2 separate regions of the Sus scrofa genome follow, and region 1 is linked to region 2. The links are chromatin contacts, called in public Hi-C maps. All regions are on one chromosome and are shown on one strand. Each heading gives the region's core, a stretch centred on a gene start, on an enhancer-like site or on the middle of the called end of the contact. The rest is flanking DNA. Distances are from core to core; before and after follow the strand shown. Region 1 holds the start of SYNE3 (nesprin-3). Region 2 holds the start of CLMN (calmin (calponin-like, transmembrane)).

What was found. Hi-C and Micro-C count contacts between places; a contact is called where the count stands out from the background.
Region 1: a contact with region 2 is called in a Hi-C map of liver, with 2.1 times the contacts expected there. The contact joins the promoter of SYNE3 here to the promoter of CLMN in region 2. A contact is called at or near these places in 1 of 5 promoter capture datasets (liver) and 5 of 47 Hi-C or Micro-C datasets (embryonic fibroblasts, epiblast stem cells, liver and 1 more).

Annotation. Positions count from the first base shown.
Region 1 is chr7:116,768,971-116,776,000 of Sscrofa11.1, reverse strand. It overlaps SYNE3 (nesprin-3), which reads left to right and starts at 5,696. Exons shown (of 20, transcript XM_003128709.4): 1 at 5,696-5,771. LOC110261759 (collagen alpha-1(I) chain-like) reads right to left here and starts at 6,410. Exons shown (of 2, transcript XM_021100087.1): 1 at 5,022-6,410; 2 at 4,392-4,808. The coding sequence starts at 6,410. The coding sequence ends at 4,770.
Region 2 is chr7:116,587,337-116,594,781 of Sscrofa11.1, reverse strand. It overlaps CLMN (calmin (calponin-like, transmembrane)), which reads left to right and starts at 4,601. Exons shown (of 15, transcript NM_001243882.1): 1 at 4,601-4,720. The coding sequence starts at 4,639. It overlaps LOC102159358 (a long non-coding RNA gene), which reads right to left. Exons shown (of 3, transcript XR_002346038.1): 3 at 6,889-7,445. LOC102159451 (a long non-coding RNA gene) reads left to right here and starts at 549. Exons shown (of 2, transcript XR_002346200.1): 1 at 549-1,351; 2 at 1,673-1,881.

The DNA of each region.
Region 1 (7,030 bases), core at 4,447-6,946, 180 kb before region 2:
TTTTTAAATAGAAATAAATAGCCCCAAACTGGAAACAACCTTGACGTCCTTCACCAGGTAAATGGTTAGATAAACTATGACCTATCTACACTATGGAAAACTACTCAGCAATAAAGAAGTATCAACTCCTGATACAGCAACGACCTGCATGAATCACCAGTGAACAATACTGAGTGAAAATAGCCAGTCCCCAAAGGTGACACACTTTATGATTCCATTCATATATATAACAGCCTTGAAATGGCAACATTATAGAAATGAGAGCAGGTTAATTGGTGTCAGGGGTTAAGGAGGGGGTGAGGGCAGGAGGGAGGAGCAGCAGGAGGGAGCGGCAAGCGGGGGCGGGGGTTTGGAGATGTTCTGTATCTGATGGCAACAGTGTCAATATCCTAGTTGTGACATTGCCCTAGCTACTTGTGCAAGACGTGACCATTGGAGGAAACCGGGTCAAAGGTCCAGGGATCTCTCCGAGTGACTTATTACAACTACGTAATCTACAACTACCTCATGTAATTTAAAAAAAAAAAAACACTAAGGCTGCTCCTTAAGCAGAAGCAGAGACAGTAGATGGAGAAATACAACAAGGCTCTTTTAAAGGATTTTATTTAAGTTTGTTGATGGTACCTTAACATTTTTATTTCTGTTTGTACTTACTTCCTGCAGTATAGTCACAATAGTGTTCCTTGTTTGTTTGTTTGTTTGTGGGTTTTTTTAGGGCTGCGCCTGCAGCATATGGAAGTTCCCAGGCTAGGGGTTGAGTGTGAGCTGCAGCTGCCGTCCTACGCCACAGCCAAAGCAACACCGGATCCTTAACCCCCCAAGTGAGGCCAGGGATCGAACCCACATCCTCATGGATACTAGTCTGGCTCTTAACCCCCTGAGCCACAGTGGGAACGCCCACAGTAGGGTTTAGTCATGCTAAATGATGTTATTATTGAACACTGCCAAATTCGCATAGCGTTTTATTGGATGGGGAGCGGTAACTGGGAGGGTAACATAGAGTCGGCCTTTTCCAATTTTCTCATTTTACAGATTCAGAGACTCAGAAGTGACCCACAGTTCCACAGCTCATCAGCAGCACTAATGAGGGCTAGATCCCAGTCACCCCAGGCTCCAGTTCTGCGCTTCCCACACGTGTTATATTTCAATTTACTAAAAGCAGCACAGTTCGTGCATCTACAGGACTAGCCCGAATCACTCCAGTTCCCATGCCTGGTGCTTGACAGGACTCTGCCATCCAGCAGGGGTGCCTCTGCCATCCAGAGGGGGTGCCTCTGCTCAGTTACTGGGCGGCAGCTGCCCCGGGGAGAAGGCGACCGACTCCAGAGCCCTTAACCAAGCGGGCTGGTGGATCCCTCACCCTCCGAGCTCACAGTAGGACCAGAGGGTCAAAGGACAGACTAAACACCCTGAGGACTGGCAAAAGAGGAAACAAAGAAAGCAGCAGCTGAGAGCAGAGTCGAGGTGAGACCAGCCCTCCACGCCCAGATCAGGACAGCTCCGATGAGGCCGCCCGGAAAACGGCAACCCCAGTGCAAGCTTTGCATCTGCGCTTAGCCATTAGCACTCATGTAAGTCATCCCTAAGGCGAAAGCCAGGCGAGGGATGGAGAAATGGGAAGATCAATTTCCAGAACACCAATTACCATTCCTGGGACCCTGGGCAGGGTCCCTCCTTCCTGCCCCCTGGCCTCAGTTTACCCATTCACACGCAGGGATGGGAGTGGATAAGCCAGAAGAGGCATTCCAGCTTTTGCTGGGATCTTTCTGCAGAGACTGAACACACAGACCAACAACTAAAAATCATACAAATAAGACTCGCACAGGATCATCGTTGAAGCGAGCTGGCCCAGGCATGAAACAGACGTGAAGCCGTACTTCTGCAGGCTGATAGAACTGGCCCCTGCTTCCCCCCAGGGTGATGGAGATGCTGCCCTGGGAAGAGACGTGGGGAAAGAACATACAAATTTCCCTCTTTGGGAGACGTTTTGGACGTTGAGCAAACAACCCCCACTGCCAAATGAGTCAGAATTTCCAAATGGCATCATTTTAGGGCCTCCTTGTGGTTCCCTCTCTGGGCCACTTCTGAAAGGGAGGCGCGCGGTGGGGGGGTGTTTCCTGTGCTCAGTTCCAGAGATGACAGAGGGGCTCTCCCGGCTTCCTTTGCCAGAACTTTCTTTCTGGATAAGCTTTCATTTCCACTCCTTTCTGTAGCAGTGGGCATCGCTGAAAACGAACTGAAGTTTTCGTAGCCTCCCTCGGGACAAACTCCCCCTTCCTCCTGCATTGCTTATTCAACTCTCTTCCCTTCCATGTGAACTAGGTTGGAGTTGCAAACGGCTGCCACATAATTAATGAAAAATAAGGTCCTGCAGTTCCCATTGTAGCTCAGTAGGTTAAGAACCCAACTAGTATCCAAGAGGATGCAGGTTCGATCCCTGGCCTTGCTCAGTGGGTTAAGGATCTGGTGCTGCCGTGAGCTGCCTTGTAGGCTGCAGACACAGCTCATATCCAGTGCTGCTGTGGTTGTGGTGTAGGCCGGCAGCTACAGCTCCAGTTTGACCCCTAGCCTGGGAACCTCCATATGCCACGGGTGCTGCCTTAAAAAGACAAAAAGAAAAGGACAAAAAAAAAAAAAAAAAACCCACAAAAAAACAGAAAAAAAAGTAAGGTCCTTCTTTTTTGTTTTTTGCTTTTTAAAGCCGTTACTTTTATTGTTATTTATTTTTAATTTTTTTTGCTTTTTAGAGCCATACCCGTGGCATGTGGAGATTCCAGGCTAGGGGTCTAATCAGAGCTACAGCTGCCGGCCTACACCACAGCCACAGCAACGCAGGATCCGAGCCACATCTTCAACCTACACCACAGATCATGGCAACGCCAGATCCTTGACCCACTGAGTGAAGCCAGGCATCGAACCCAAAACCTCATGGTTCCTAGTCGGATTTGTTTCTGCTGCAACACGAGGGGAACTCCAGGTCCTGTTTTTTATGTCAGGCTTAGGGGAAGCAATGGGAGTGTGTTTTGAAAAGTACTCTGCCCTGTAAAGCTCAAGCTGGTAATGACAAGAAAACTAATAATATCTGCGTGGTATTTTGCAGTTGATAAAATATTTTTATCCCATGTAGTCTCACTTATGAAATATTATTGCTCTCCCCATTTAATAGATGAGAAAATCAAGGTGTTAAGAGGTTACACGGCTTGCCGAAGTTCCCTCAGTCAAGCAGCAGAGCTGGGTCTGGGATTGGGGGTCTCAGTGATGACTGGTGCTCTGTAGAGAGAGGAACAGTCCATCTCTGCACCACAGGCTTCAGCCCCTTGGGCACAGGATCATTGCCCTGTGACCTCTGGGGGGGGGGGGCTCTAGCACATAGTAGGTGCTCAGGACATCTGTGATACAGGACTGAAGGACTGTGTGCAAGGGAGCTCTTAGCCAGGCCGACTAGCCCCAGAACAGTTCACATGAGCTGGGTGCTCACAATACCAGGCACAAAACCATTCAAGAGACGTCACTGTTATTAGACCCATTTAACAGAAGAGGAAATGAGCGATGAGCTGAAAGTCAAAAGCTTGGGCAGTTTGGCACCTGAGCGTGAGCTCTTCACGCCCCACTGCACCAAACAAACCATCTCTCACTGCAGAAGACTGACTTGAGAGCCTCCAGCCTCTCAGGAGACAGGCCAGCAGGTGTGACGCTCCTGCAAGTCACCTGACCTGCAAGCCACCTGACCTGTTGCTGCTTTAATTTCCGGTCATAAGAGAACTCAAACTGTTGTTAACTACCTGGAGCATCGCTGCAGAGATTTAAGAGGAGATACTCAGGCAGACATTTGGAGAAGCAAAGTGCATTCTCCAAATGCCCGGAATTATCGTCATTGTTGATGGCTGTCCGTACGTACCCTCAGCTAAACGGTTGTAACCCCAAAGCCTGCAGCAGTACCCCTGCTAGAGTCAGGATGATAATGAGAAATATAACTGGACACCTAGAACAATCCAAAGGCAAGGATGAAAGAGGCCCTTTTGTGTATCACCTCTGCATCTGTGAATAATTATAACTTACTAAATTGGTTCAAGTTAGGAGGTGTGGCTGACACTGAGCTCTTTAACCCAGGCTAGGTCTACCCACAGTGTTAATTCTAAGCTTTGGTATCCTTCTACCTTGCTCCCAGTATGGAAAACACACACACACACACACACACACACACACACACAGACAATTACTACGTGGTCCTATTTTACAATTTAATATCTCATTTTTTTTTTTTTGGTCTCTTTTTTTTTAAGGGCCGCACCTGCTGCATAGGGAAGTTCCCAGGCTAGGGGGCTGAATATGAATCGGAGCTATGGCTGCCAGTTTACACCACAGCCACAGCAATGCGAGATCGGAGCTGAGTCTGCCGCCCACACCACAGTTCATGCAATGAGCAAGGCCAGGGCCATCCTCTTGGATACTAGCCAGATTCGTTTCCACTGCGCCACAACAGGCACTCCTAATTTAATCTCTCTTTGGACACTAATTTCTATGCTGATTTATTCATCAAACTGCCAGCCTCACTAAGGAACCAAAGAGGAAAGCACCCTCCGGGTTGCTGGAGATTTGGAGCAGCTACTTCACTCCTTATCTGCAAAATGGGCGTAACCACAGCTAAATTGTGAAGAGCGGAGTCCACGTGGTACAGAGTTCTGCAAGTTGTAGCCTTCGTGAGGCTCCCAGCCCCATCCAAAGGAGGCGGAACCGATCATGCAAACCTGTAATTACGCGGGCAAAGCTCAGCGCTGTGGTGGCGGGTAGTCCAAGGCCTGAATGGGCTGGGAGGACAAAGGCAGAGGCAGCTCACATTTAAATTTTCAGCTGTAAGGTTAAAGAGTTGGTGGAATCCCCCGATCAGGGGTTGAGGACGCGTGGGAGGAAGTGTCCGCTGGGGGGCGGGGTGCGCGGGGACGAGGAGGGCAGGCACATTCTTGGCCCTTGGGTTGGTGGGCGGTTGATTATAGGTGGGATCCACATTCCTCGTGACTCACCCTCCGCCCCCATGTCCTCCGCTTGGCATCCTGGGGATCTCCCATCCGAGCCTGGGGCCTGAAGATGCCTTGCGTGGTGGCTCCGGGGACTGTGGGGTGGGAGGGGCCGGATGGGGCGCCTCCACTCTCAGGCTGGCTGATAGGTGTCACTTCCTCCTTGGATTTCGCGCCTCCGGGAAGGGTGCCCCTTCTTTTGTCCCCACTTGGGCTCTGAGAGGGCAAGACCCTCCAGGCCCCTAGCCCCCTCCCCAAGGCGGGACACACAGAGGAACTCCCCAGATCCAACTTCCCCCTGAGTAGAGGCAGCTCCGTGCCATCCCCGAGGATGAGACCCGGGCCGAGGCAGGCGCGGGGGGGGTGCCGAGGCTCGGGGAAGCTACTGAGCGGAGAGGGCAGTTGTGGGCCCGGGGCCAGGGGTGACAGGGGTGAGGGTGCGGAGCCCCCACGACAGCGCTCCCCCCCTGCCCCGGGGGAGGGGGTCCGCGATGGGGTGCCCACCGGGCTGAGGCCGGGCTCCTCGGCCCTTTGCCAAGAGGGCAGAGCCAGGATCGTCCTTCTCCCACCCGCCGAGGTGGCGGGGCCCGGGGCGGCTCCCGCGGCGGGTCCGGAGGGGACTGGGCGGGGCGGGGGCGAGTGTCCGGGCCCCGCCCCGGCCCCGCCCCGCTCCGGAGCCGCCCGGGACGCAGGGAGGAGGAGGGCGGCTCGGCCAGCACTGCCCGCGGCGCCGCGCTCCCGCACGCTCCCGGCCGGGTAAGTGGCTCGGGGCTGGGTGCCGGGGCTGGGTGGCCGGGCCGGGGGCTGGGAGGGTCGGGTCCTCAGTCCCCCGCCCAGCCCTGGCACGTCCCCTGGGGATCGGAGTCGCCGAAAGTCAAGGGGACCTGGGGAGGCGCGCCGGGGGCGGGGGCCCTGGAGTGACAGCTGCGGGCGGGCGGGTATTTTTAGTTTAAACCCAACAGTTCCTTGCAGTGTGCAAAATCCCCGAGCCTTTCCGCTCCCCAGCCCGGCGGGTACAGTCCCCAAGAAAAAGCCCATAAGCCCCGGGCAGCGCGTCCCTAACGGGCACCGCCTCGAGTCTTCGCTCTGCCTCCTCTTGGGACGAGCGGACCAGTCATGCGGGCTAGCGCCGCCGCGTGTCCCCGGCTGGGGCAGTAAACACCGGCAGGAGTACCCCCTCCCGGCGACCACGAGCTTGCTCCGTAGTGCCTGAGGGCTCAGAGCTCTCTGTAGGAAGAGGAAGTCGCATCCGCAGGCAGCGTCAGTTTCATTTAGAACCCGTCTCTGGCTGTGCAGCCTTGGGCAAGCTTCTCGCCCTCTCTGAGCCTCATCCACGTCTCTAAAGGTCGTGGTGGTGAGGCCGAAAATCTCCTGCGGGGCCTGAGGGGGCCCCATATGGATGCTGACTCCCCTTACAAACTTCAGAACTTGGCTGCAAACAGTGGACCTGGTGGACCTGGCCGTTGGTCAACCCAGGAGCAGTGAGTGCTCTCAAAACCCACTGACCTCCGCTTCAGGGCTCTTAAGACAGGGGACTCCACTGGGCTGGGTGATAACGAATGTTACGATTTTACTACTTTGGCCCTGAAGCTCTGGCCCAAGGCTGCCCTGGGCCCTCTCCCAGCTTCCTCATGGCACTAGTGAAGGATACAGCCAAGGGCTGCCAGTCGGGGAGCCTGATGCGTCCAGCGGGCATCCCTCATCTCACATGAACGAGGGAAAGAGGGGACAGTGGGGAGAAGGGAGCATGTCGCAAAATCGCTGCCCTTCTGAGCTTGACAGGACAGCCTCCTTCATCCGCAGCAGCGGGGAAACAGGTCCAGAGAGAGGGAGTGTTTTGCCCAGAGCCACACAGCCAAGAACTGAACTTGACTCCTGAAGGGTCCAGCCGTGCCTCCTGCTCCGCTGGGACTGCCAACCGCTATCAGGGGTCAGGAGCGGGGAGGCAGAGGGCTGTGCCTACAGGCTGTTTTGCACTGTTTCCTGAAACTGTGCCCCAGCGGGCCCTCGGACAC
Region 2 (7,445 bases), core at 3,352-5,851:
ATCCCAACCTCTTAACTGGACTTAATATGAAATTCCTAACAGTTTTTATATGCTGATGAACGCTATGATTTTAGTGGAGCTAAGATTTTGTAAATGTTATATAAACATGACGATGCACAGGTATCTGGGACCGATGTGGGTGGGCAGTGAGGGCTCTAGGACGAAGTCTGGTTTTGCCTTACTCTGATTTGGGACAGGTTACTAAGCAGTTCTCAGCCTCAGCTAAAAAGGATCCTGTCTAGTTGGCCTAACGAGGTCACCGTGACGTCCAGACCAGCTCCGGCTGCAAAAGGACTGTCCAGATCCTAAAGGGCTGCCACACATACGAGGCCACGGCAGGGACCAGAGAACACAGCTTCCCACCACGGCAAGCCCCCACCACCTGCCTCTCCTGGAAGTGGGTGGGTGGGCGCTCCGCGGTCATCTTTGTGGCTCATCTTCGTGGCTCGTGTTCTTTCCCAGTCGGGGGTGGGGGTGGGGGTGGGGGTGGAGGTGGGGGATGTAACCCATCCTTCCAGATTTTCTGCCTGAAATCATCAATTCCCGTAAGCAGAGGCAGGAAGATCCCTGCGCCAGATGTTTCACAGCCCTTATGTGGGGAGGGCTCTTGGGTTTGATGATCTCTGAGGTTCTGACCAGGGCTGCTCTGCAATTCTTTTCCTTTCCTTTGGCAGCTGTTTTAAACAGTGACAAGGATTCTAGCAGAATTGGGTAATTTCTAAAAAATCAGTTTCTGGAAACTCCCTGGAAGCCAAGCCTTCAGGCAGAGTATCTTTCCTTCTCAAAAATAAAATGCAAAAGAAAAATAGTACAGGTCATTCGTGCAAGAGGGCAGATAGCCTAATCCCCCAGGAGGTCACATGTCCCCGCTCCCAGCCAGGACTCTAGATCTGGGAGGCTGGACAGGCCCAAGGAAAGAAGGCACATTCCACAGCTTGGCACTCACCCGGTGCCCAGCAGCATTGCTAATATGGAAACATTTTTTGATCGGCTCCCTAGAAGTTTACTTGGGCCCATTTGGTCCCTGCTTTGTGAGTTCAGGCCTATAATAAGAGGCATTTATTTATCTATCTACTTAATACTGAGATCTGTCTCTGAGCCGGACACTGTGCCGAGTACCCAGATAGAAAGATGAGTGAGATGGCCTTGTTCTCAGGTAGTTCACAGTTAATGGGGGAAGGATCCATCAGCAAACTTATAATGCAACGTGGAACCAGGAGAGCAGATTTCTCGGGCTGTCATGACTCTGTCCTGAATCTGATGCAATTGTACAAGACGGGCACTCAGCTGGGCCTGCGGGTGTTGGAGAAGGTTCTCTTGAAGTGGACGTGATGGGGCAGGAGTAAGGCAGGTAAAGGCGAGGGCAGGGAGCAGGGGAGGGAAAGGACTCTTCAAAGGGAACAGAATGAACAAAGGCCTGGAGGTGATGGGTGGGCGTGGCCACGACCTGCAGCAGTTTATTCTCACTTGAGCAAAAAGTGTAAAACCGGGAAGGATGGCAGTGGCACAGGGGTCAATCAGGGAGGGCCAGAGCTCAGAGCCCCTGAAGGGGCTCGATACTTAAGTTCAATGAATATTTAAGCACTTTAAAGGCCAGCCCAATGCCTGTGCTAGCTCAGTTTCTTACTCCCTTTTAAAAACCACCTAAAATTCTCTTTCCACTCTGATGCAGAAAGAAGATCTTTGGGCTGGCGATCCAACTTCTGGTAGATGGTTAGTGCTCCATCCACGGGGACCGAGGCCCCTCCCTGCCAGGGAGTTGTTACTGCCTAGGCTGTGGTCCCCAAAGACGCAGCATCCCAGTCACAGGAACAGATATCTTTGAATCATCGTCTCTGCAGCTAACATCCACACTCTTGTTTAAAGCCTTCTATTCCCTGAGATCTTTGTGTGTGTGTATCTTTTTGTCTTTTCTAGGGCCGCACCTGTAGCATATGGAAGTTCCCAGGCTAGGGGTCTAATCAGAGCTGTAGCTGCTGGCCTACGCCACAGCCATAGCAAAGCCAGATCCGAGCTGTGTCTGGGACCTACACCACAGCTCACTGCAATGCTGGATCCTTAACCCACTGAGCAAGGCCAGGGATCGAACCGGCAACCTCATGGTTCCTAGTAGGATTCATTAACCACTGAGCCACGATGGAAACTCCCTATTCCCTGAGATCTTGATGGAAAAGAAGGCTGATTCTCTGGGCTCTTTGCTTTGGAAAGAAAATGACTTTCACCCCATAACGATTATGAAAAATAAATTGAAGTGTAAAAACGGGAGCTGACTAGCAGATGGGGCAACATTAGGTGATGCCTGGCTTCTAGCAACCCTGCTTTGCAGGACACAGAAGCAGACCCTGCTCTCTGGAGTGTGAAATGACTGGGCGCTTTCAAATCAAATCAGTGAGAAGGCAGCACCAGCCTCAGCCTGGGGGGCACAAGTCAGGACACCCATGCCCCCACCCCCATGGAGACCTGCAGACGAGGAGAACTGGGGCAACTCCTGGAAAGGGCCTCAGAGGTTAAAAAAAGAGATTGTTGGTTTTCCGACTGATTGTAAAAATATGTGCTCATGGTGGGAAACTTGGCAAAAGGAGAACAAAGAGAAAGAAAAAGCAAGCTCGCACCCCGCACCCCGCACCCCGCAGGTAAATCCCATCCATCCTGTTCATAAACTTCCCCGAGGCAGTGAGAGCCCACAGGGCAGCCACACCCTGTCCCTGGCTGTGCCACAGGGCCGTCTCCACTGACCCCCCCCCCCAGCTGCTGTCCCAACGCTGATTCTTTCATCTTCCAGCCTCAGCTCCAAGGTCAGTCTTCAGAGACCTCCCCCATCCCTGTCCGCATCCCAGTTTCTTCCTTTTCTTTGTTTTTGTTTTTGTTTTTTAGGGCTGTACCTGTGGCATATGATGGAGGGTTCCCCCGGGCTAGGAGTCACATGGGAGCTGCAGCTGCCCGCCTACACCACAGCCACAAAAGATCTGAGCTGCCTCTGTGACCTACACCACAGCTCATGGCAATGCCTGACCCCTGACCCACGGAGCGAGGCCAGGGATCGAACCGGCATCCTCAAGGATACTAGTTGGATTCGTTTCCACCGTGTCACAACAGGAACTCCCCCCCTTTCCAGTTTCTTACCCCAAGGGGATTTTTCTCCTCGAACTCTCTTCTGTTTGTAACTGTCTTATGTCCTTGTTTGTGGGCTGTCCCCGGTGCCCAGGAATTTACCTGAGCCTAGACTCACTGTGCTTCAAGGGCACAGGGTCTGTCCACCAGTGGGGGCCCCACTGTTATCTGTTAACTAGGGAGCAGCCCATCTGGGTTTCTAGCATTTTAGTTCCATGAACATGGCAACGATCAACATGACCCACATGTACAGATGCTTACTGAGCCCTGCCTGTTTTTTTCTTTCTTAGAATATCTCACATATAAGCCATTTTCCTGCCTCTCTGTGTGTGTGTGTGTGTGTGTGTGTGTGTGTGTGTGTGTGTTGGCCGGAAAGGGTCAGAGTACTGAGCTGGGGGCTGGGACCTCATGGCCCTAACTCATTCCTCAGCCTTGGGCACATTCCAGAACTCCAAAGCCTCCCTTTTCCCGTGTTTGAAAAACCAAGCAAGAACTCTGCCTAAGGTTTGAGTCGTGGGCCCCACACAAGATCCTGGAACTCTCAAGAGTCAAAAGAAACAATAAACATACACACACACACACACAACCTGAAAGGCCCATACTCATCTTTCACTTCCAGTAAAGCCCAGAGAGGGTCACTTGGAGTTTCGGGGGCCCAGCTGACTCCCTCAGGGTGTCAGCTGCTTTTTCTCTCCTCCCCAGAACTGGGGGTCATCTCTGGACTGGGTCCCCGCCAAACAGGTTCCCAATATCCAAACCCAGGAAAGAAATCTTTCTTGCCATGGGCCCCCAATCTGGAGACAGATAAGAGAAAGCCCCCGACTCCACACATATTAGCTCCCTACCCAGGCCCTCTCCCTTAGGTGTCCCTGGGACTGAAGGACACCGCGGGCCCCTCTCCCTCCGCAGCGGGGTGCCTTCCCCCAGCTGTGCGAACTGTGCGGGGAGAGAGGACCTGGCGTAGAGGGTGTGGTGTGTCTGTCCCATCTGGGACGGGGAGGGGGGCACGGAAGCGCTGGGAGTAAAGGCTGGGAGAGGGCCGGTCCTCTGGGACCAGGTACGGGGACCCGCGGGCTCAGCCCGGGTTGCGTCACCCGGCCCACCGCCCCCTGAGACATCACAATCTGGGACCTCGCGCCTCATCACCCACCCGCTTGCAACCAAACAATCCAAGCAACAAACACCCCGGAAAAAAAAAAAAAGAAAGCAAAGAAACCGGCCGGAGCCCAGCCTCCCGCCCCGCCCCGCCCCTCCCCTCCCCTCGCCCCCGGGGCCCCCGCCCCCGGATGGGGGAGTGAGCGCGAGCCGGGCGCCCCGCACCCGCCGCCCCGCGCTCTCCCGCTGCCCGCCCGCGGCGGGGGCGGCCCGACCGCGCGCCCGCCCCGCCCGCGCCCCGCCCGCGCCCGCGCTGCTCCGGCTCCGCGGCGCCCTCGCCGGGTGCGTGCCGCTCGCACGCCCGCCCGCCCGGCTCTCCGCGCCCGCCGCCCGCGCCCGGCCCCGGCGCTCCGGCCCTCCCGCCCGCGCTTCATGGCTGCGCCCGAATGGGACTGGTTCCAGCGCGAGGAGCTCATCGGACAGATCAGCGACATCCGCGTCCAGAACCTGCAAGGTAAGGCGCCCCAGCCTCCCGGGAGAGGAGCGCGGCTTGGGGGCGCCCGGGGGTCCCCCCGAGGGCCGCTCCCCCTCCCCCACCGGGCAGCTCCGACCCGCGCCGCCCACTGCCCGGTCCTGACCCCGTCCTGTCACTTACACGGGGAAGGGGGGGTCGAGACACCCGCCTCCAAACCCCGGCGTTGCCGCCCCGGCCGGAGGAACAGTGGCCCAGGGGGTGGGGCGCACGTGTGTGTGTCTGTGTGTGTGTGTGTTTTGTGGGGGAGGTGAGGGGCGTCCCATTTGCCCCGGGGGGAGGGATCGTCCCGACTCCCCCTCCAGCCACAGCTGCAAGTTTGGAGAAGTTTGTATTTGGACTCTTGGGGGCGGTGGCCCAGGTCAGGGAGGAGAAAGTGCGATTGCGTGTGTGTGTGTGTGTGTGTGTGTGTGTGTGTGTGTGTTCGCACACTTCCTAAGTACCCCCGGGGGCCAGGGGAATTGAATGGGGGGCGGCGCCTCGGTGCGGACAGGGTCAGAGGTGCGGCTTGGGGCGGGGGCGGGTGCCAGGCGGCCACTTTGTTCTGGGAGCTACCCCTGCCCCGGCCCGGGGCTCCCGGGGGCTGGGGGGCGGGGAGGGCGATAGCCCCGCCCGCCTGGCGCCGATCTGGGACCTAAGTCTACCTTGAGTCAAGGTGAAAGAGAAACTTGGGAGCCAGCACGTCTGGCAAGGGCTGAGGGGGCTCCCACCACTGATGAAGTGCATTCACCTTTCCGAAGAGTTCGTTCATTGTGGAAACTGAGCAAGCACAAAAGTAAAGGAGAAAATTCACCCGCAATCTCCCCATAACCCATGCACCTACCCACCCAAAGAAAGCTACTTTTCGTGGCTGTGTACTTCCAGCCTCTCTCTTTTCATCTGCGGGCAGAAGTGCACAGAGTCCACCTCCGCCCTCTCTTCACCCACAGAGACTGGCAGGGACATTTCTTCAGCTGCTTCCCCTGCAGGCTTGGGTTTCTAGAGGTTCAAGGTGGGGGGTGGGCAGCTTAGAGAGAGCTGGGAGGCCTGGACAGAGAGGTGATGGGGCTGTAGGGTCCCCCCTTTCTTCCCAAGCAGGTGCCGTGGCTTCACTGCTGAAGGGCAGCGGGCCCCAGGGGGCAGGGGGCAGTCTTGGGGGATGACCAGGCAGTCCAGTCTAAACTTTACGCCTGATAAAATGTTTCCTGGGAGTCCACATGGCCAGCTCCACCCCTAGGTTGGGCAAGGACAGCGCAGGCAGAGGTGGCATGCGGTGGGGAGGAGGGGAGCCCAGTGCCCTGGACACGAGAAACGGAGCTTGCGCTGGGCTTACCTGAACTTTTCTGCTGTGATTTGTGTAAAAAGAAAGGATTGAGCTGGCAATGTTGAAAATGGTCTTTTTGAACTAAGTCTGGAGCCTGGGTCCTATTGCCAGCGAACTGACATCCTCTTTGGGGGGGGGGCGTTAGTATCTTTGCTGAGATGGCATCTGGTTTGGGTTGTCAGGGTGTGTGTATGTGTGTGTGTGTTTATTGTAGGCAACCATGGATGTTTAAGAAGCACACACGCACCAATTCTTGGTGCAACAATTTCCTGCACCCCTCAACTCTCAGCGTAAAGATCATCAACTTTTGCGAAGGGCTCCTCAACAATATGAGCAGTTAGTTACACCTGGCACAGTGAGAGACGCCTTCACCAAACAGGGACAATTTGAAATGGGCCTTGAGGGTTGGGTAGAAGTTCACAGAGTGGGCGCTCCCTCAGCTCCCAGTGAACTGTCCTCAATTTTAGGCCATTGCCAATTACAATTTGAGCATTAGTGCGCTTTGCCAATGAAACGATACTTTTAACTTTGTGTATATTATTTATGATTATGTGTATGTATATAAAATGTACAAACCCAGTATATTTGTACATAATGGATACACCTGTGTAACCACCACCTAGTACCCACTTTGGATGCCCTGCCTCCTTTCCCACTCACCCCCTTGCAACAAGGCAGCTACTCTTTTTATCTCTATTGCTACATTTTGCCTCTAGAAGTCATAAAATTAAATAGGTATAAGAGTATGTTTACTCTTTGGAACTGACTTTTTTTTTGCTCCACATCCTATTGGCACGAGTCACCCGTGTTCTTGCTTGTGTCAGTAGTTCTTTTTGTTTGTTTGTTTTGCTAAAACCACTTTATTGACATATATTTACATATCATAAAGTTCACCTGTTTTAAGTTTATGACTCAGTCTCTTTTCGTCAATCTGGGGAGTTGGGCCAGCATCCCGACAACGCGGTTGGGCATGCTTTCGCTACCTGGTAAAGCTCCCTAGTCCCCGGCATCTGTGTGGGTCTTGGCTCCCAGCCCTGGATCCAGGCAGTCGGTAGTTCCTTGTTTTCGCCCAGGACTCTGCCATCGTATGGATACACGCAGTTTGTTGATCTGATCTTCAGTGAGGGCCATTGGGTTGTCTGCAGTCCAGGGCTGTTGCAAGTGTTTGGAGCTGTTAGTCCTGGCTTGGGGGAGAGGCGGTGGGGGGGTGTGTGTGCACTGTGGACTTGTTGGTTGGTGGCTGTACTGCTGGGCCCAGCATCACTGAGAAGAAGCTGGGAGATGGGAGAGGAGGTGGGGACAGGAATCCGGCTCGTCTCTGCATCTTTCCCTCGGCATCCCTGTCTCCAGGGCTGCCCCATAGACATTTTTCCTGCCTTGTCTCTGTGGGACTCAGGAAGTCCA